Linked DNA regions of Mus musculus: region 2 is linked to region 1. Evidence: chromatin contacts called from public promoter capture Hi-C data. All regions are on one chromosome and are shown on one strand. Each heading gives the region's core, a stretch centred on a gene start, on an enhancer-like site or on the middle of the called end of the contact. The rest is flanking DNA. Distances are from core to core; before and after follow the strand shown. Region 1 has its middle 16 kb from the start of Gm21123. Region 2 holds the start of Mrvi1 (MRV integration site 1).

Region 1 (2,768 bases), core at 182-2,681:
CAGCATCCATCCATCCATCCATCCATCCATCCATCCACCCATCAGTCCATCCACCCATCAGTCCATCCATCCATTTGTCCATCCATATACCCTCTGTCCATCCATCCATCCATCCATCCATCCATCCATCTATCCATCCATCCATCCAGGAAAATTCTCTGCCAGGATCTGAGATAGACAGTAGGAACATGGTGTGAGAAATGCTCTCTTCCCTCAAGGAATATTGTTCTCTCCCCTGAACTCCAGGGTTCTGATTCCCAGGGCTCTCTGAAGTGCCTATTTCCAATCTATGCTCATGAGAAGCAATAGCAGGGAAGACTGACAAGAAACAGGCAAGCATATAATTATTGTTAAAATATGCCTTGTGTTGGCTAAATGCTATGTAGGAAATAAAGGGAAGACCAAAAGGGAGCAAGAGGGTGTCAGCATAAGCTCTCTGGGAGGAGACCCTGAGATCTGAAAACTGTACTAGAGAATCAACAACATACACACAATCACAAAGAAGGGAAAAAAATGTTAAGGCCACACCTAAAATCCCAGTGCTTAGATGGTTGAAGCTAGGGGCTCAGGAGTTCAAAGTCATCCTTGCCTGCATTGTATTTGTGACCAACCTGAGCTACATAGTGAAACTCTCTCTTTAAAGAATCTAAGGCTCCGAGGGAGTAAAGAAAATATGTTATAGAAAGACCGGTTGAAGAATAGCACGGCAGAGAGTCGAATGAAGTGTGGTGAAGGTTGAATGCAGGAGACACAGCTGAGGCAAAATCTAAGGGAAGGTGAGTACCGGTCAGGAAGCTTCCACTAAAGGTCCTTACTCCAAAGTCTATGGGGAAGTGATGGTGGCTTGATCTCATCTCACGGGAGACACTTCTGAGCGTAGAGCTGGCAGTCCAGGGCAAGGGGCCTTCATGCCCGACTCCCAGGTTGCCCAAACCTGAGGTCATTAGATAGAGATAGCAAACAGGGTATCTTTGCAGAGTGGAGCCAAGTGTTCAGAGATCAGCTTTGGCTGCTGTCTTTGAGAGATTTGAGAAGCATCTGAGCATCTCCAGCAGATGGGAGCAGTGTGGGGGAACATGAAGTTGGTATCAAAGAGCTGCAGGCTGGGATGTGTGCTTATCGAGAAGAGGCAGGGTAGTGAGAGCTTTCTCATTCCATCCCCATAAACAGCCCTAGCATCCAGGCTCTGTAAAACTTCCAGAGCACAGGGCTCAGGGGTTGGGTTCTCTACTGTTCTTCTCCTTGGAGGGTCCCTGCAGGCTCAGGGCTGCTCGCAAGTGATGAGTCTGCTAGGGCAGGGAATTTTCCCTTCTCTAGGGGACTAGCTTTTCCGAGGATTGTTCTAAATTCCATTGGTGAGTCCTTGCTCAGTCCTGGAAACAGTTCCTCTTTATGTAAGCCCTCTCAGAAAGTGACAAATCCTGAAAGAATGCTTCAGTGTTCAGATGTAGCCCAGGCAGAGGGCACTGCTCACTGGCGGCTTGGAAGCAGGAACAGAGGATGTGCCACAGGCAGAGCTAGAAAATAGATGCAGGTGGCCTCTGAGTCACCAGCTCTAGTTGTGTGTGTGTGTGTGTGTGTGTGGCACTCATAGTCCTCCCCATGTTCCAGACAGAAAGGGGACATTGGAAAAGGAAGCGGCACGTCTCTTTGAGGGGTAGGAGAACACAGCGTGCCGCTCTGGCTTCCAGCTCAGGAACAATTTCTTGCTGAGGGCTTTGAATTTGCTTCGGGGCTTAGCACAAGGGACCTGGGTTCTTGCTGCCCCTATCCTGGGCTTTAGAGGACACACTGGGATGGGGCAGAGCCCTTTATGACTAGTTACTTGTCTTTGTTTACTAAACAGGGATCGCCAAGCAACTTTTTCAGGGAGGAAGGCTCCACCTTCCGATTGTGGGTGATCCTGACACTTGAACAGGGTCTCTCTCTCTCTTCTCCCCACCATATGGAATCAGTGGTGGATAAGGGACAAGTGTTGGCAATAACTATAGAATGTTGTTGGAGGGATAGAAAGATGGTAAGATGTGGAGACAGGAGGGTCACTAAGAGTTTGGGTGCAAGCCTGGGCTATATAATAAGTTCAAGGGTAGCCTGGGCTACAAAGTGAAACTGTCTTAAAAACCAAAAAAGTACCAACCAATCAACCAATCAATCAAACAAACAAATAAAGCCAAAAGTAATACCAGCATCAACTTGCAGAGATGGATCTTGGTGGCCTTCTCCCTCATTGGCCTTCCTCCCATCCTCAACTACTTCACCTTGGGGTTAAAGCCAGTCCTACCTCTAGGGATGAGACAAAACAAAAGAGGCAGGAAGTTTATCCATGGGTTTCTCTGGGTATATTGCAGCTCAGGAATGGTGGGCCCTGAATCACTATCTAGGGAACCCTACCCCTTCCCTTTCTTCTCTTTCTTGTGAGCTGTCTCTTGTTGATGGATCTCAAACCCAGGTCCTCACACTCTGAACTGCCTCCTCTTGGGAGTTTTACAGTTAGGACACCTCTCTTGGACCTACATTTAGTGACTGTCTGTTCTTCAGTCCATGCTTGGCCTGCCTCTGCTGCTTCTCTGCTCTCCCTCCTAGATCCGTCCTGGCTCTGCTGGCTCAAGCCGCTCACCCCGTTGCCTCCTTGGGAGCTCTACCGTCGCTGGCTGCTCTCTGAAGCTGCTTTCCTCTTAGAGCTTCCTGGCCTACCTCTGACCTCCTTTCAAATGTCACTTGAACTGTAGCCTCTGTACATCTTACAGCAGCTAGACCTTCTTCACCTG
Region 2 (2,910 bases), core at 403-2,902, 270 kb after region 1:
TCTTGAACACAGACAGTCATCTCCAACACATGCACATACATGCCGCTGAATTATGAACCAAATATAACAGAGACAACTGCATTATCACTTAGCTGAAAATCAGAGGCCACTATTGGAGGTGCTCACAGTTGTCAGGTGGGGACTGGTGTAGGCATGCTTTCAAATCCTAGCTCTGACCCTTCTTGTGTGACGTAGGCAAGGTGCTGAGATGATGAGGAACTGCACATGCCCCGCTAGTGTGTATCACCTCTTGTTGTGAGAGAGACTCTTCCTCCCAAGGCCTGCCTCACTCCTGCTCTAGCCTGGCAGCGCTAGCAGCTTTCTCCCTCTCCGGGCAAAATACAGCTCAGCCAAGTTCAGGGCTGCCTTGCTTTCTATGCCACCCGAGAGCTGTCTGAAGAGTGTTAAAGAGCAGCAGCTGTCACTTGTGGAGGCAGGAGCGCCAGCCAGGGGTCCTGGGGCCATGCTGCTGTTTATGCAGACTATGAGGCCTCTCCAGCTTTTACAACTGTTTACTGTGCAGGAAGCAGCCCAGCAGCTGGGCTTTTCCTGAGCCTCGCTCTGCTACCCTCTCTTTGAGAAAGTCGGCCCGAGTGCCACTCACTCTAGGACCTCTGGAGAGGTGCAAGCTAGGATGTAGGCACACACACACACACTCACACACACACACACACACACACACACACACACACACACACACACATATATATACAGAGAGAGAGAGAGATCTGTGAAAGGGGACATGATGTGGTGGGACAGGGGACAGATACAAAAAGAGAGATGTGACCAGAGCACAGGTCAGGAAGATAAAGCATAGAAATGGACAGAGTCAATGGTGAAGATGGCTGGACAAACGGGTTCACACGCAAGACTTGAGAGGGAACAAAGGAGAGACACGGGAAGCCCCAGGGAAGAAAGGCCAGCCTGTCTGCTTTGCACAGCACCGGGCATTTCTCTACTGTCACAAAGGATCCTGCAGGAGAGCCAGGAGTAAGGGGCTTAGTGAGCAGTCACATCTTTACCCCAAACTGTGCGTGCTTTCCAACAGCAAGTAGAAGGGGCAGGATTTAGTGAGGATCGTGAGTTTCACTTCTTATTTAAAACTTAAGACAGCAACAATAAAAAGACTCGGCTAAAATATCACCCAACCAGGCCACCTCCCATGCAACTTAAAGTTAAGTGCCCCCATCCCAGCGCCCTGTACCTTTAAGGAGGAGAAGACGCCTCTCTGCTTCCCTTGGGCTGAAGAGGCAGGTTATTCTAGGCAATAGCGATGACTTACCTAAAACTGAGTTATTCCCCTTTCCTCCCGGCCAGCCTCTCTTCACTCTGGGGAGCTTTTACCATTTAAGGTCAATGTTACATCTGGCTCCAGAGCTCCAAGCTGAAAAGCTCTGGCTGCAGAGCCCCAGCTGCCTGCCTCCTCCTCAGAGAGGGGCTGGATGAGGGGCTGGGACTGGGAACCAGTGTTCCACCAGGGCCCCCTGCAGCCTGGCTCTGGGTTGAAAGCAGGAGAAGCCTTCCAGCCAGCCTAGGGTTCAAGGAAGGTTGGGCCTGAATAGTAGCCCCTATCCCCAGGCTTTTGCAAGGGGCACCCCCATAGCCGATGGCAGTGCCTTGGGGCGGGGAGCAGTTGAAGATGCTGGACTCTGTCTGTGCCAGAGGGGTATGAAGGGGACATCTGCAGACCAGCCTCCCACCCCTGAGTGTCCAGCAAGCATGTGAGCCTAGATAAGATCCTGGCTCACCGCCAGCAGAAGCTGGGAATGTTTCCTGTCCCAGGGATTTGGAGGCGGAGGCTGCTCCCATCTTAAACCCTCGGGATTGCTAGAGAGAACAGGGGCATGGTGAGGGGGATTAACTAAGTCCAGGCCTGGCAGCAGCCCCAGGGGTCAGCCCCAGCTCCTCCACTTAACCATCCTGTAGCCTTAACATAGCAAATCTCAGTCTATTCATCTCTGAAGTGGGACAACAATGAAAAATCAGGACACTGTGGGTTAGGGTCTCATAGGTACTAGAAAGGCACGGAAGAGTTTCCAACCCTGAGTTACCTCAACTCCGGTGGGGAAAGCTGCCTTTCTTCTGCCACGCTTGGTCTTCATCCTCAATATAGTCCAAGCCTGGGATCACAGACTGTCAACCCTAACACAGCCACATGGGGGCCCCACAGCCCCTTCTGCAGTTAGAGACAGCAACAGAGAAGCCCTTGGGAGGGGTGGCCAGATAACCAGATACTCAAATTTAAATCTCAAACGAAATGCTATTATTTCCATATAAGGATGCCCCCAAATACATAATTGTACCACAAGATTGTATGTTGCTCATTTGAAGTTAAATGAAACTGGGCATTTTTACTGGCTAAACCTGAGAACTCCACAGCAGATTCACTTGTTGGTCCTGTGTGAGAGCTCTAAAGGGTATTACAAGAACTCCTGGGAGCCAGAGGCTAAAACTGAACCTAAGGCTTTGCGTGCTTGTGAGTGTATGCACACTTTTGTATGTGTGTAAGCCTCTTAGTAAACACCCACTCTATTCCTAACAGTGCACTTGATACTTTGCCTGGAAGCAAGTGTCTATCTCACAAGTGTCTTCTCAAACAGAATCATTACATCTTTCTTTTGAAAAGGAAATCGAGGCTCAAAGAAATAGATCTGCTCTTCAGATGCTCTGCAGCCTGAGTGCCAGGGCCTAGACATGAGCTGAGGTGGTTCCATCTACAACTCCTTCCTCTTTACCACCTACCACCCTCTCCACCATGGCTCTAACCGAAGGGGTCCTGTACGGCCTCGGTGAGTCTCTGAGCCAGCACTTGGCTGTGTTTCTCCTGGTGGTGGCCTGAAGCTTTCACCAGACTCGCAAGGCAGTCACCAAGTGACTTTTTAAAATTCACTTCAATTACAAGCATTTTAT

What was found. Promoter capture Hi-C pulls out the DNA fragments that hold promoters and counts their contacts.
Region 2: a contact with region 1 is called in a promoter capture Hi-C map of hippocampal neurons, with 2.8 times the contacts expected there. The contact joins the promoter of Mrvi1 here to the enhancer-like site in region 1. A contact is called at or near these places in 12 of 39 promoter capture datasets (the 3T3-L1 cell line, 3T3-L1-derived adipocytes, the C10 cell line and 8 more), 2 of 15 datasets of contacts at CTCF or cohesin (the NIH/3T3 cell line and pro-B cells), 3 of 484 Hi-C or Micro-C datasets (the HL-1 cell line, bone marrow-derived macrophages and uterus), 2 of 115 datasets of contacts at active chromatin or transcription factors (both in embryonic stem cells) and 4 of 9 other capture datasets (adipose tissue, embryonic stem cells, liver and 1 more).

What each region holds. Positions count from the first base shown.
Region 1 is chr7:110,714,245-110,717,012 of GRCm38.p6, forward strand. No RefSeq gene overlaps it. Among named protein-coding and RNA genes, the nearest start is that of Gm21123, 16 kb to the left of the region's middle. Within about 2 kb of position 1,432, at least 108 of the 459 cell types and tissues checked have an H3K27ac peak or open chromatin away from gene starts, as enhancers often do. A contact at or near this core is called in the HL-1 cell line, the NIH/3T3 cell line, adipose tissue and 2 more, where this site is marked.
Region 2 is chr7:110,980,809-110,983,718 of GRCm38.p6, forward strand. It overlaps Mrvi1 (MRV integration site 1), which reads right to left and starts at 1,653. Exons shown (of 21, transcript NM_194464.3): 1 at 1,205-1,653.